Linked DNA regions of Sus scrofa: all the other regions are linked to region 5. A link is a contact called in public Hi-C and promoter capture Hi-C data. All regions are on one chromosome and are shown on one strand. The core of a region is the stretch at or near the end of the contact, and the rest is flanking DNA. Distances in the headings are between cores, read along the strand shown.

Region 1 (2,796 bases), core at 133-2,632, 430 kb after region 5:
CAACTGTGACCTATGCCACAGCTGCAGCAATCCCAGATCCTTAACTCACTGCACTGGGCCGGGGATCGAAACTGCACCACCACAGAGACAACAATGGATCTTAACCCATAGCACCACAGCAGGAACTCTGAATTTGCATTTCTTTCTGGACATCTTGACTGTGCGTGAAGGCACTGAAGACCCCACCATCAGTGCTGAGGCCCTGGGAAGCTCAGGGGCACAAGGTGAGGTCTAGGGTATGGTGTGTGTTTCTCTTTAGAGGTGCCCAGACCCCTCTGTAAGCAGCCAGAGAATCCTGGGGTTTTATGGGAAGGGAGGAGAGCTATTAACTAGCCCCCAGATGAAGCATTCATCCACCCTCCAGCTTCCACCTGGCCCCAGCTACCAAATTTGTACCACTCTACATGTTAGGACCAAAAGTTGTGACAGCATTTTTGCTTCGTAGCTCAGGAACTGAACAAGGTGCTAATTTCCCCACCATCTCATCCATGAAACAAGGGCTTCCAGGCTGGTTCTCATCCTGGTATGGGGGGCCCCTAACCAAGAGGTGACTTAGGTTAGAGCACTAGAGACCATTCTGGCCCCCCTCAGACTCCTAGTGTTAATTTTCCCCTATATCCTCTCATCTGGTGCTGTTTGGGTGGTGAACCCATCTGCTGGCCCCCAGGTTATAGATGGAAAGATAGGCCCCAGTCTCTCAGACCAAAGAACAGAAATTTGGGCACAGTTAAGACTTGAGGGAAGGCTTCCTGCCATTGAGGGAGCTGAAGCTGGACCAGGATCCTCCCACCACAACTGTCTGCATGTTCCTAAGCAAACATACTCGGGCCCACACTGTTATATTAGGACTCTCAGATTGGACACGCCTATAACTTTGGGCTTATATGCAACATGTGTGCACACCAGCCTTTCATACCACATGTGGTGGCCCCCATTCTCAGGAAGAGAAGGCCTACTGCCCTCAGAAGCTGTACCCCTGCTACAAAATAAAGGGGCTCCTGTGCAACACTCCCAGGCAGAGTGCACTCCTTTCACCCTCTGGTCAGGCAAATGGGACAGAGACAGACCTTGTCAGTAGCTCATGGGGATACTAGAGGGTGAAGGATGGCTTGGACCTTACCAGGATACCCTCCCTGGTAAGATGTCACTGAACCATCAGGCCCCTCAGAGAGGGTGTTAGGCCCCTAATCCAAGCTAGTCTGGGCTCTGGTGCAGTCCTGCCTCGGGCAGCGTCAGAAAGCACCTCTGCCCCTCAAACTCCTGCACAGGCCCCCAAGAGTTTAGGGTAGTTTTCGTTGCCACCTCCTCCAGGAAGTCTTCCTCGGTTCTTACTTGTTCCGCCCCCAGACTTTGGGGGAAACGGGGTCTCGAGGGGTCAAGGGTCACTGGGGCGGGCCAGGTCCCGGAAGCGGAAGCGCGGCGTACTTCCGGTGCGCAGCGGGCGGCCATGTTGGAGCAGCGGAGGCGGCGCAGAGGTGCGTCTTGGGTCCTTGCGGCGGCGCCGGTAGGTTGGGGCCGTGGGCCTAGCCACGCCGCGGAGGGGCCGTCCGCGAGGCGGCAGGGCGGATGGGCCGGGCGGCTGGCTCCTTCGGGACCTGCGCCCTCTGCCGGCCCGGCCGAGATCCCCAACCCCCACCCCGTGCCCAACGACCCCACCCTGGGGCTGTGCGACCCGGTCGGGCTCCCACCGCCCGCCCCGTACATTTCGCTGCCTCCAAGACCCCCGCTCCTACCCTCGGCTCGGACCCCAGGGACGCGGACTCCCAGCCTGAGGGTCCTGGTCTGCCCCCTCCCTGGTTCCACTTGGATGGGGCCTATCCCGTCCCACGTCGTTCACCAGCTTCCCCTGCCGGTCTCGGGGGCAGGTGTGAAGGGAGGTCAGGGGTCAGGCTGCAGTGTCTTGGAACTCCCAGAGGACCGCTCCCAAGGGCCCAGACCGACCTGGGCGGAAGAGCCCCCCAGTTCACCCCCAATATGTGTTCTTGGAGGTAGTGGGCCCCTCCTTACTGTACAGTTCTCAGCTTTGGAAACTACAATCCCTGGAAAAAAATAAAATAAAAGAACTAAAGTCACATGCGAGGATTGTACTTGGAGAATGGCCTCTAGAGAGGGGAGGTGCCTAGACACCTGAGGATCAAAGAATGTTTCCAAACAAAGAGCCCCAGGGCACTTCCTCCAGGGAATTCGGAATAATTCCTCTGCTCCACTAGGGCGGAGGAAGACACTGCACAGACGCACCTCCTGGCCCTAGGGACTTGCCTCATCTCAGTTGATCTTTTAATGCTCTGGTGGAACTGTGTGGTGCTGGGTTGGGCTAGTCATGATTGAGAGCTCACAGCTTCAGAGAAGCCTGGACAACTTGGGTCTTCTCAGACAGCTCCAAATGAGCTGAACTAGGTCTGCAGCCCAAGCCCTAGTTAGGATACCTCAAATCTCTAGTGTCTACTATCTTAACCATTTTACTTGGAGTCATTGGCTCCCATTGTCAGATTTTGGACTCTTGGTCTGGCTGCTTGGCTCCTGGCTGCCTAACTTTCTAGAGCTGTGTTATTAGTACCTGCTACTCATCATCTTTTTAGTTTTTATTGAAAGAGAGCCTGGCTCTTTCCTTAAGATTAGTCTCCATGGCTCTAGTGCCAGGAATTGGACCCTGTCTGGGAACTTGGAAAGCAGAACTTCTGATAGACAGGGAGCCTCCACCCTGGGCCCCTGAACAGCAGTAGCTGGAGAAACAGAGATGGTCTTGGACTTGGGTGTAAGTCTGGGACCTTTGACCAGCATTCAGAGAGCATTCAA
Region 2 (2,787 bases), core at 285-2,784, 480 kb before region 5:
CCCTTCCTTACCCCCGCCCCCCGCACCTTCCCCCCTGCAGGCCTGGAGCAAAGGGGGCAGCCCAAGCCCTGAGTCCCTAGGTAGGAGAGCAGCGGCCCTGGAAGAGGCTCAGTTGCATGTTGTGGGGGGGGAAATGCTTTAGTCCAAAGCAAATTCTCTCCGAGGTCTCTGAGTTGCCCCCTTTACCCCCGAAAGACTCTGCCCTCACTTCCCTGAAGCCAGAAGAGGCTCTTCACCAAGAGGAGTGGGAGCAGGGCCTCAGTGAAGGGTGCCTTCCGTGGGGGATTTTCAGACATCACTCAGGACAAGGGACTTCTTTTCTGCCTGCCTCGCCCTTCCCAAGCAGAGGTGGGATAGGGTGAGGACAGACATTCCCTATATCAATTCTATCTTTACTCCCAAATATTCAGAAGAGATTGCGGGTAGACAAGTGTTGGGGCAGTGAGGACAGGGGTGGAGCCGGGCTCGGCTGGTGCTCAGCCTTGCCTGGATCCCCCTGGCCATGCCCCCTTTCCTTATTTCTAAGGAATAGGAGACAGCTGTGTCTGCCCATGGGCAGTGAGGCCTGGGACTTGGTGCCTTGGGGAAGGGGTTTCTAGGGTGGCCAGGTTCTTGGCAGGAAGCTCCTATCCCACCCTTGCCTGCTTCTCCCCTAAGGCCTTGGTGCTCAGAGGTGGGTGGTGGGTGTTAAGGCCCCCCCTTCAGGGATGCTGGGGGAGGCCTTGACCTTGGGGGTGAATTGGGGCGGGGGTGTTCGTAGAACAGCTGTGTCACTTGCTTCTCAGCCACTGGCTCTGATCCGATTAATCCATGGCCTCTGCTGTTCCTAGCCAAGCTAGTCTCTGTCTCATGTATGCCCCCCTCCCCGGTGTTGGGAAAGAACCACAACCCTCCCCTGCCCTCGGAGTCAGGACTCCAGAATTCTCTTCCTCCTGACTCATGGCACCACCACAGCCAAGCCCTAGCACACCTCAGTTTCTCTCTGTGTTACACGAAATGGCTCTGTCCTTTCCCCTGGCTTCAGGGAGTGGGTGAAGGGGAAGCTGTGAGCAAAGGGCAGGGGACTCAGCTTTGGCTAAGAGTGCCAGGGGCCTGGGAGGACTAAAGAGAAAGGCATTAGGATGGTGGCATCCTTGAAAACCTAAACTACCCAAGCTCCTTCCCTGTTGATGGCTGAGAAACAGGAAGGGACTGGCTCTCCCTCTTGATCTGGAGCTGGTGTAATCCCCAGATCACAGCTTACCTTGGTTATAAGAGACCCCAAGACTCTTACCTTCCAAAGGGCCTTGAGGACTGCCGGTGGGACAGAGTCACATAGGAGAGGCGCTGAGCAGCATTTCAATCTGCCCCCACCTCCCATCTCCAGATACCCTGGATGCTAACAGAAGCCATTTGCCAAGGGTTGGGTGTTCCCACTGGCAGTTCCTGAGGAGCCAGGCCTGGCTTCAAGGTCACTCATCATGTGGGTGTTGGGGTCCTCAATCCAAACTGGAAGAAGCAGGGACTGGCTGGGCTGGGCTGCTGTGGGAGGCACCAAGGCAGCGTGATGTGGGGTCCCTGGGCGGGCCAGTTGTGGCCAGGCTGGGGGAGGGGCTGCCTGTTTGTTGATGCTAGGCCTGGGCCCCAGCCAGGGCAAACACAGCTCGGAGGCCTTTCCCGCCACCTGCCGAATCTCCCAACCCAGCCCGAGGTGGCTGGACATCTGGCAGCCGTTACGGGGCTCTGAGAGGTACCAGGCGCCTTCTGCCAGAGGCCAGAGGGAATATCCATCCACATAGCTGCAGCACTGGGGGCAGCCACGTGGAGTGGAAGGTGGAGGAAGTTTTATCTCAGCCTTCAGCCGGGCCCCCTGCCTCTGCTCCCTCATCTCCAGAAACTGCTAAACACACAAGGCAGAACTTAGGGTCCCAGGATCTCCCAGACCCTCCTTCCAGGGTCCCGGCAGCCCTTTGCTCTGTTCCTCCCTCTTTAGTCACATCTTCTCAACCTCCAGCTAGGTAGGCTCCTCTCACCATGCCAGCACCTCCCCTGGCACACCATCTACACAGAAACCCCAGACCCTCTCTCTCTCTCTCTCTTTTGTTTTGCTTTTTAGGGCCACGCTTGCAGCATATGGAGGTTCCCCAGGCTAGGGGTCTAATCAGAGCTACAGCTGCAGGCCTACGCCACAGCCACAGCAATGCCAGATCTGAGCCACATCTACGACCTGCACCACAGCTTAACCCACTGATCGAGGCCAGGGACTGAACCTGCAACCTCATGGTTACTAGTTGGATTTGTTTCTCCTGCGCCACAATGGGAACTCCCAGACCCTCTTTTACAGTGGAGCTCCATCTTCACCTCCAACCCAGTCCTCCCCAGAGCCTAGCATCTTTATCCACCAGCTCCCTGGACACACTGCAAGCACCTGTCTCGCACCCAGCTGGCTTCCCTGACATCCTCCCAACCTGCTCCTCTTCCCAGTTGGCCTCTTCATCCCCCACTGCCTGGTTGGCCGCACACGTTCCTGTCCCACCTCCTTGGCGAACTCTCACTTGTTCCTCAAAGCCCAAATGAAAGGTCACCTCTGAGAATCCTGCCTGAGCCCCCAGGAAGAACCAGCTCTCCCTGTACTTACTGCAGCTGCTTTCATCACCCCACTGCATGGCCACAGCCTCAGTGTCTCTGGGTGCGCCTGTCTTTTCCTCTAGACAGGAAAGCTCTTGCCAGGTTAGCTCTAAAAGCAGCTCAGGAAAAACCTGATGGAGAAGCAATCTGTGGCATTGGCTCTGCCAAGGGGAGGAAAGG
Region 3 (2,700 bases), core at 25-2,524, 480 kb after region 5:
GTGGGTTGCAGATGCACCTACGATCCCAGGTGGCTGGGATCGTTGTGGCTGTGGCCGTGGCGTAGGCCAGCATCTACAGCTCTGATTCCACCCCTAGCCTGGGAAATTACATATGGCATGGGTGCAGCCCTAAAAAAAAAAAATAAAAACAAAAACACAGGTTGTACATTCAGTTTTAGCCTGATGATTCCCACCCAGCAGGCCCTTAAGGGCCAAAGAGAGACTAGGGAGATCCCCAAGCATATCATCATAACTATTCTACCTTCTCTGTCCCACACTATTGAATAAAATATCCTGTCAAGTACTTGCATATGGATTTTAAGGTCTAATCTGCTTGTGGTTTTCCTATATTTGCATGCTTCGGTAAGAAGAGTAAGTATGGGGGTTCCCATAGTGGCTCAGTGGTTAACGAACCCGACTAGCATTCATGAGGACATGGGCTCAAGCCCTGACCCAGCTCAGCGGGTTAAGGATCTGGCCTTGCTGTGAGCTGTGGTGTAGATTGCAGATGTGGCTCGGATCCCACGTTGCAGTGGCTTTGGCGTACACGCAGATACAGCTCCGATTTGACCCCTAGCCTGGGAACCTCCGTATGCCGCGGGTGCGATCCTAAAACAGACCAAAAAAAAAAAAAAAGTAAGTATGGCAGGAGATTTTAAGCCAAATCATCACAGAAGTCATGCAAGGTCCTTCCTGGCCCCAAACCTTCCCTTTCCTGGTTAGGGGTGTGTGTGTGTGGGTGTGTGTGTGTGTGTGTGCGTGCGCGCGTGCAGGTGGAGCTGGAAAAGTGCCAAGACTTTTGGGGCGCATCCATGTGCCATTTCAGACGTCTGTTCTGGAGTCTTGACCGGATTTCCCGGGCTTCATTTTGTTCAGCTGTTTCCGTGACAACTCCAAAGTGTGACGTCAGAAACACGACCTACATTGACATTTGTTTCCAAAAACAAAACTGGGATGGTCCCAAGTTTTCCGGGGCTGAAGGAGAAAAGATGAAGAGTAAAATTACCATGATTATGTCTGCCTCCTGCCCTGGTGCTGAACACCTTCGCTCCAGGTTTGGAACAAATCACCTCTAAAGTACCGCCGCTCACTATCCCTTTTAGAGACCTGAAGCACGAAGACGGAAGTAAAGCGGCGGGAGAGGCCGCCCTCTGCCCTTTAAATGTCACTGACGATCCTGGAGATCCCCGCCCCTTCCCTCCAAGGAAGGATACCATTGGCTTTCGCTGACGGCATCTCACTCCTATTGGTCAGTGAGCTAACTCCGGGGCAGATTGGCCCCAAAGTTTCTTTTTGGCTTCCGGCGTCCCAGCAATGGCGGCTCTAGACTCCTTGTCGCTCTTCACCGGCCTCGGCCTGAGCGAGCACAAAGCGCGAGAGACGCTCAAGAACACGGCTCTGAGCGCGCAGCTGCGCGAGGCGGCGACCCAGGTGCAAACCTACGTCCTTGGCCCCGGCTGCCGACTGTGCCCCAAGGCAACTCCGGGCCGGGTCCAGACCCCGACCCACCCATCTTGTCTCACTCTTGCTTTTCTTACTGGAAGTGAGGCTTATCTCCTGACCCCTCTGACCCTAGGCACAGCAGACTCTGGGCTCCACCATCGACAAAGCTACCGGGACCCTGCTCTATGGCTTGGCCTCGCGACTGCGGGATCCTCGTCGACTGTCTTTCCTCGTGAGCTACATAGCTAGTAGGAAGATCCATACTGAGACTCAGCTGAGCGGTGAGACCCTTGCCTGTCTTGCTTCCACCTCCAGCTCCTCCTCTCAGCCAAGATCCCTATCTAACCATTCTGACAAGACCCACAGTGTCACTCTAGATTACTAGTTCTGCATTCTTCTCTAAACTTAGGCCCTGGCACTGACGGAGAGGGCCACCTCTGGGTGAGACCCACTGGAGAACTGTGTAGGTCTGAGGGAGTTTCCCTCACAACACATGCTTCTTTCCTGTGGCCTTAGGGCTTCTCTAGTGAAGTGCAAGACTTACTTTTCCAGGAAGTCAAACTAATTGGGGTTTCATGGATAGGATTAGGGCCCTGTCTTCCTACTTCTTGGAGCTGAGATGCCACAAACTCCTTGGCTTTCCTTTTTCAGCTGCCCTTGAGTATGTGCGAAGTCATCCCCTGGACCCAATCAACACCATGGACTTTGAGCAGGAATGTGGTGTGGGCGTCATTGTGACTCCAGAGCAGATTGAGGAGGCTGTGAGTCTTTTCTTAGGTGTCAGCTGCCTCCTTAATTCTAAGGAGTGGCTTTCAGTACTTAATACTGGAAAGGAGTGGCCCTGCTTTACCAACCAGAAAGTCCCAGGGTGAGGGGATCAGTCCCTAGAGCATGTCTGAAGCTCATGGTTTGGCTTTCTGTAGGTGGAGGCTGCCATAAATCATCACCGATCCAAGCTCCTTGTAGAGCGTTACCACTTCAACATGGGGCTGCTGATGGGTGAGCAGGACCTGGGGCAGGGGACTACAGACTATGTTGTTATCACTGGTCATGCCTTCTCTTCTGGGCATGAGTGAGAGGGAGGTGGAAGGGAGAGTCGGAGCATCTTAAAAGAGGTCTGGCTGGGCCCAGGCTCTAGTTTCTGAGGTCAGCCAGGTCCTTTTCTTGAGAAACAGGGTGGGAAGTGTCCTCCTTTTCCTTTCAGCAGCTTCTTATGCCCATGTTTCTAGGAGAGGCTCGGGCTGCGCTCAAGTGGGC
Region 4 (2,700 bases), core at 153-2,652, 300 kb after region 5:
GTGGATGTCCCAGGAGTGCAAAGTAACTTCAATTAGCCAAAAGCCGAACATAAAAATAGTAAATCTGTTCAAATGACTTACCACACCTTCACCAGGCCACCTCTATCTCTTCTACCCCTAAAAATGAACACAGTTCATCTGTTTCTCCTCTCCTCCCTCACAGCCATCTTTCCCAAGGTTCCTAGTAGCACTGTGGGTATAAAGCACCCTCAACCATTTCTCTATGCTCTGAAACTTCCCACAATATCTGTGGGCTGTTTAAGGCAAGACATGTGGCCCCTCTGGCCTCCCTTTGAGCTTCAGATCCCAAGCCCTTTCAGTAATCTGTGCCCAGCTCAATTGGACTAATCCTCATTCTTTGATTCCGTCCACCCTGCTAGTTCCAGAAATTTTCTTTGACCCTTCTAGTTATTCCTCCTTTAACATGCACTATCATTTCTATGCTTTCAAGATCACGCTCAAATGCTACTCAAGTCAAAGGCGCCCTTTCACAGTTCAGGGTCTAATCTTTGGTTCTACCTGTTAGTGGCATTTACCCCACACTGCTTGGCTCTGGGGTCATTTGTGGAAGAGTTATTCTCCTCCTATAGATCAAATAAGGGCAGGTACTGGGCCTTGTATATCTTATTTTCTCTGCTAGATTCACATAGGCTAGCTGTCTGGCCTCCACCTTGCTCTGGGTTTACTTCCTCCTCCAGGAAGAGGGCTGTGATTTTTGTTTGCAGGGTTGAGTGGGAAACATATGGTGTTCAAACACTATCTTGTTGCAACAACAAACAGAGCAGCAACCCGGCATCTGATGTGGAGAACAGACTTTTACCTCTCCTTCCCCCATTGCTATTGCCCCTCTGCGGCTGCTTGACTCCCCGACAAAGCAAGTAGCTACCTCAGGGGCCTGTGTAACTGCCTGGGCTAGGTTATACTGGCGTCCAGCTTGCTAACGACTAGGCCACACCGTCGAGACTCGGTCCCAAGGCGCTGGTGCACCTAACACCCTCTAAAATCCCTGTAGTGCCTCTGGGAATGGAGATCCATTCCAAGTTTGGGCAGCTAAGGACTAACGTAAGGTCTCTGCTGAAAGCCGAAAGGCTGGAGTGAAAAGAAGACCTAGTTCTAGGCCTCCTTGCACCCGAGCTGCCTTTATTAAGACCAGGATAACCCTGCAAATCCAGAAGAGGTGCCCAGGGTGTCATGGGGTCTGCGGACCGACTCCTAAAGATCGCCGAGCTGAAAGGAGAAGTGGTGCAGGACCGCCGCCCCGTGGCTTGGCCTTCAGGGCGGAAGAAGCGGCAGCTCCTACCCACCCCCGCCCCGCGCCCACTTCCTCTTCCGGCCGCTCCCCCAACCCCCGCCCACTCCGCCGCGCACGGGTGGGACAGGGTTGGCGCGTTGGAAGGGTGGGGGAAAGGCAGAAGAGGGCAAGCGTACAAGCCGCGGCGCGAGAAGGTCCTTGGGTGCGCGCACGTGCGTGCGTGCGTGCGTGAGTGCGTGTTCGCGACCCACGGCACGCTGTGCGCGAGGCGGATGTCCGGGCCGGCTGGACCGGGGCCGCTGACGAGATGGCGGAAGGCGGAGGCTGCCGTGAACGACCGGATGCAGAGACCCAGAAATCCGAGCTCGGGGCCTTAATGAGGACCACGCTGCAACGAGGGGCGCAGTGGTGAGCGCCGAACCCGCGTTTCCGCCGCGCAGGGCCAGAGGGCGGGGCTTGGGCGCTCAGGCCCATCCCCTCTTTTCCTGTTTGGGCCGGGACCCTCTTTTCCGGCCGGGCAGGGGCGATGTTAGTGACCCCGGAGTTTGACTTGACCCCCCGCCACAGAAGAGAGGGAGCCCTAGATCCTCTCTGGGAAAGCGTGGGTGGAGCAGAAGGTTGTCCCGGCCCTTTCAGAGCTCAGGGGGCGGATCCGGCGGGGTCTAGGGCTGCAGAATGGAAAGAAGGGGAATGCTCACAGGGACCCTCAGGTTGAGCAGACCCTTTAGATTTGAGGATTCGCTCTGTGACTTTGGGCAAAGGCGTCCACATCTCACAGACCCTGGTTCCTTACTGTTAAAACCAGAGTAGCGACATTTGGCGCCCCCCGCAGTCAGTTGGTTGAGGCGTAGATCAGAAGTAGATACTTTGTAACTTGTAAACTGCGGAACAGACATCAAGGTCGGAAGCTGAACAAATGTCTGAGAGTCTCATTATTTTGGTAGCAAATGTCAAAGATAATTGTAGCAGCCGCATTTCGGAGTGAGAGAGAGGGGTAACCTAGAGCCTAGCTAAAAAGATTAAAAGTCCAAGATTTAGAAGAGCAGGTCTCAGTCAGAAGTTTCTTAATAAATTTTCTAGGAGAAGGAATAGTACTTACACTATTGTATTGTGTGGGAGCTGAAAGCTGGGGCTTGGCTTTGCACTGAATGTGACTGAGCATCCCTCTTTAAGAAACTATGGTTGTCTTCCAAGAAACTTAGTGTGACAGAGGACTTGAGCAGGGAAGAGAAACAGTGGGATTAGGAGGAATTCAGGTGTGTCTTGTGCTAGCCAATCTGTGAAAGGCAGGGCGGGCAAAAAGTACTTGTGGATGATATATCCTGATCAGAAGTGGCATATGAAGAATACTCAACAGAAGCAGAGGAAGTTTCAGATAGACTAAAATCAGTAAAAGTGTTTGGAGGATGTTCAAGAGGTTTGGAGAGAAAAGAGCGTTTAGATATTTG
Region 5 (2,870 bases), core at 128-2,627:
GTCTGTCCTCCAGCAGAGCTTTATCTGTGGATCTGAGCCCCCAGCTGCCTACCACCCGGTCCCACACAGACTTACCTCCAAAAACTGCTTCTCCTCCGCAGTGCCCGTGCCTCCAGCCTTGCGCAGCACGGCTTTCATGGTGCCTGAAGGAGACTCTCTGCTCAGCAGCCTGAGGAGGACACAGGATAACGCATCAGGACTACCTCCCACCCAGTGATAGCCCATCCTATCCCCTTACTGGCTGTAACCTCTTAGACAAGATTCTTGAGGCTGTGGCCCACATGCGTCCCTGCAGCCCTTCTAGTCCTACCATGGCAGATGCCTTGCCTCCCCTCCCTGGAGCAGGGGCTCCGGTCCTGGCCCGTCAGAAGCAAGTCTCCAGTGCTTATGACCATGTCTCTAGAGCTCCTAGTGGCAAAAAACAAGCTCCTGGCTTCCTTTCTGGGCCCTCCCCACACCAAGGCACACGGTGGGTATTCATAAAAGGCTTGCAGATGGCTGTGGCCTTGCCCACAAGCTTCCTTCCTCAAACTTACTCCCCCCGGGTCTCCACACTGTTGCCTGCAGGCCCTGCAAACACCACTGAGTCCCCATCATGGAACACCAGGTACTGGCGGCAGAATCGGATGTTCTCCATGCGTTCCAGGTCCCTCTGGGTCCACTCTGCGAGGAGAGGCATGAGACTGCTCAATTTGGCCAGTCCCAGCACAGGCTCCCCTACCCCGCCCAGAGGAAGGTCCAGCCCACCTCCCCAATCTGACTCCAGATATTCTGGGGGCAGGATGGGCAACACTTGGCTACAACTCAAGTTTAGGTCACCGGAGCCTGAGCTGACATCTTGGAGAGAAACCACTACCGCTCCTGGCATCCGCCCTAGGACCTTGAGGGGGGGTACAGTATGGGATGATGGGGGTGGGTGACCCCTACAAGACCCACACTCTGCACTCATGGGCAACATTCCAGAACACCCCCTATACACCTGTGTGCACGGCTGGGGGATGCACCCTTCCACACCCACACCCTCCAAGCCCGGTCTTCCACAAACTCGTGAGCACTGTCAGGCAGCGAGCCCTGCACATCCCCCTCCTCTCCACCCGAGTGCACGGCCCCGGAATAGGCCCGCCACCGATTCCCCGCCATACACACACCAGTGTGCACAGTCCGGTAGCGACCCCCGTACTGCGTGGTGACCTCTGGGCCCAGGCAGGCGGCGCTCAGCGCGGGCTGGCGGCTAAGGCCCCGGTACAGCGCCGCCGCCTCTTCGGGCTCGCTCAGCAGCACCTGCGCAGGGGACACAGCAGGGTCAGGCACAGCCCGGGTTGCAAAGACCACAGGAACCGCGGGCCGATCCCTCACCTGCCGCTCCATGGTTGCTCTGGGGCGCCGGGGCTAGGCAGTCAGTGCTGGCGCCCGGAAGTGAGCTCAGGGGGCGGAGCCCGCAGCGGCCCAGCCCTGCCACCCGGACCTTGCCTTGAGAGGGGCGGAACCTTCTACGAATGGGCCGGAACCGTTACCCGAGGGGCGGGGCCTAGATGGTAAGGAGGTGGGGCCTGTGGGGCAGAAGTGGGAACCGCGGCTGCAGGAGTCCTGGATGGGAGGGGCGGGAACCTTGGGGAAAGGAGCGGTCCTTTCCCGGCAGGCCAGGCTGGTGAGAGGCGGGCTGTGTGGGCCAAGCCCCGGCCAGTTACTTGGTGAGGAGAGGGGATGGTGCTGTGGAAACGGAATAAAGGCGCATATCTTTGGGGAGGGGCGAGGTCTGTGAGGAAAGACAGGGCCCAAGGGAGGTGGGGGGTGAGGCCTGACGGGGGTGAGCCCTAAGCATTCGGGGGGCGGGGACTGAGAGGGCGGCGGAGGACCGAAGGCTCTGCAGAGAGGCGGTGCGGCCGGGCGGGGCTGAGCCTAGCCCGGGTGAAGTCCAGAAAAGGAGAGGTGAGGAATGGGGCCTGAGCTGAAGCCAGATCGAAGCTATCTCCAGCAGGGATCTCCCGCAGCCAGGAACTGACTGTTGGGTCCTCCTGGTCCATTAGAAGGCAGACATTCACCAGGAGGTGCCAGGCCCTGCTCTGGAGGGGCTCCCAGGCCAATGAGAAAGGACAGAGGTGCGCTCCTGACATAGCTCGCAGAGTTCTAGGGTGTTGGGCAACGAAAGGCGGGTGCCAAATTCGCAGGGTGTTGCCTGGTTTTATCAGCCACCGCGCCTACCTCTTAAGCTATCTGCTCCTGCAGCCCTCACCCACCCGCTCAGTGGCACTTTGCTGGGGATCATGAACTGGTGGGCCTCTGTCTGCCTTCCCAGGCCTCAGGCCAAGCTCTTGAGTGCAAAGGGCCTGGTGGGGTCAGGCTCCACCCAGAACCAGAGCACTTCCTGTGGAAAGAAAAACCTGGACAGGCAGGTTCCCTCAGGACAGCAGTACTGGGCTGGGCTTATGATGGCTCAAGAGGGCAGGAGAGGCTGGCCAGCTGTCAGGCCAGCAGCGATGTCCCCTCTTCCATATACCTTGCACCTGGATGGTCTTCCACACCTCAGGGGCCTGGCTCCCTGCGCCCTGCTTTGCTTTTGACTGAGATTGGCCTGCAGCTTCCCCTTCCCCATCAACCACGTCGGGCTAGTTAAGTAAAAACAGTTTCCACTTTCTGGGGCCACCTGCATTTGTGAGCATCCAGTGTGTGCAGGACTGTTAAGGCCAGAACTGGGAGCAGATAGAGTTGCCCCAGCCACCAACCTGGGTGGAAAGTTGGAAATTAGGATGTTCATTACAGTTGTTGTTTATAACAGGAAAACTGGGAACACGGTGCCTGTCCTTGAGAACATGTGCAGTAGACTGGCTGTAAATTCACGGTGCAGCCCTCTGGAGCCCAGGCACTGGAGG

The links. Promoter capture Hi-C pulls out the DNA fragments that hold promoters and counts their contacts. A called contact is a pair of places that touch in the nucleus more often than the background predicts.
Region 1: a contact with region 5 is called in a promoter capture Hi-C map of fetal liver, with 2.6 times the contacts expected there. The contact joins the promoter of CCDC71 here to the promoter of APEH in region 5. A contact is called at or near these places in 1 of 5 promoter capture datasets (fetal liver) and 1 of 2 datasets of contacts at active chromatin or transcription factors (skeletal muscle).
Region 2: a Hi-C map of liver shows a contact between it and region 5, with 4 times the contacts expected there. The contact joins the promoter of SLC38A3 here to the promoter of APEH in region 5. A contact is called at or near these places in 1 of 5 promoter capture datasets (fetal skeletal muscle) and 1 of 47 Hi-C or Micro-C datasets (liver).
Region 3: a Hi-C map of liver shows a contact between it and region 5, with 6 times the contacts expected there. The contact joins the promoter of QARS here to the promoter of APEH in region 5. A contact is called at or near these places in 1 of 5 promoter capture datasets (liver) and 3 of 47 Hi-C or Micro-C datasets (embryonic fibroblasts, heart right ventricle and liver).
Region 4: a Hi-C map of embryonic fibroblasts shows a contact between it and region 5, with 2.5 times the contacts expected there. The contact joins the promoter of USP4 here to the promoter of APEH in region 5. A contact is called at or near these places in 1 of 5 promoter capture datasets (liver), 11 of 47 Hi-C or Micro-C datasets (alveolar macrophages, brain, embryonic fibroblasts and 7 more) and 2 of 2 datasets of contacts at active chromatin or transcription factors (alveolar macrophages and skeletal muscle).

The regions. Positions count from the first base shown.
Region 1 is chr13:31,769,846-31,772,641 of Sscrofa11.1, reverse strand. It overlaps CCDC71 (coiled-coil domain-containing protein 71), which reads left to right and starts at 1,382. Exons shown (of 2, transcript XM_005669536.3): 1 at 1,382-1,475.
Region 2 is chr13:32,681,878-32,684,664 of Sscrofa11.1, reverse strand. SLC38A3 (sodium-coupled neutral amino acid transporter 3) reads right to left here and starts at 1,534. Exons shown (of 16, transcript XM_005669590.3): 1 at 1,274-1,534. The coding sequence starts at 1,360.
Region 3 is chr13:31,721,774-31,724,473 of Sscrofa11.1, reverse strand. QARS (glutamine--tRNA ligase) reads left to right here and starts at 1,274. Exons shown (of 24, transcript XM_021070652.1): 1 at 1,274-1,431; 2 at 1,577-1,724; 3 at 2,095-2,204; 4 at 2,367-2,442; 5 at 2,673-2,700. The coding sequence starts at 1,315.
Region 4 is chr13:31,903,079-31,905,778 of Sscrofa11.1, reverse strand. USP4 (ubiquitin specific peptidase 4) reads left to right here and starts at 1,402. Exons shown (of 22, transcript NM_001243188.1): 1 at 1,402-1,660. The coding sequence starts at 1,560.
Region 5 is chr13:32,204,374-32,207,243 of Sscrofa11.1, reverse strand. APEH (acylaminoacyl-peptide hydrolase) reads right to left here and starts at 1,377. Exons shown (of 22, transcript NM_213923.1): 1 at 1,357-1,377; 2 at 1,149-1,281; 3 at 537-663; 4 at 76-169. The coding sequence starts at 1,368.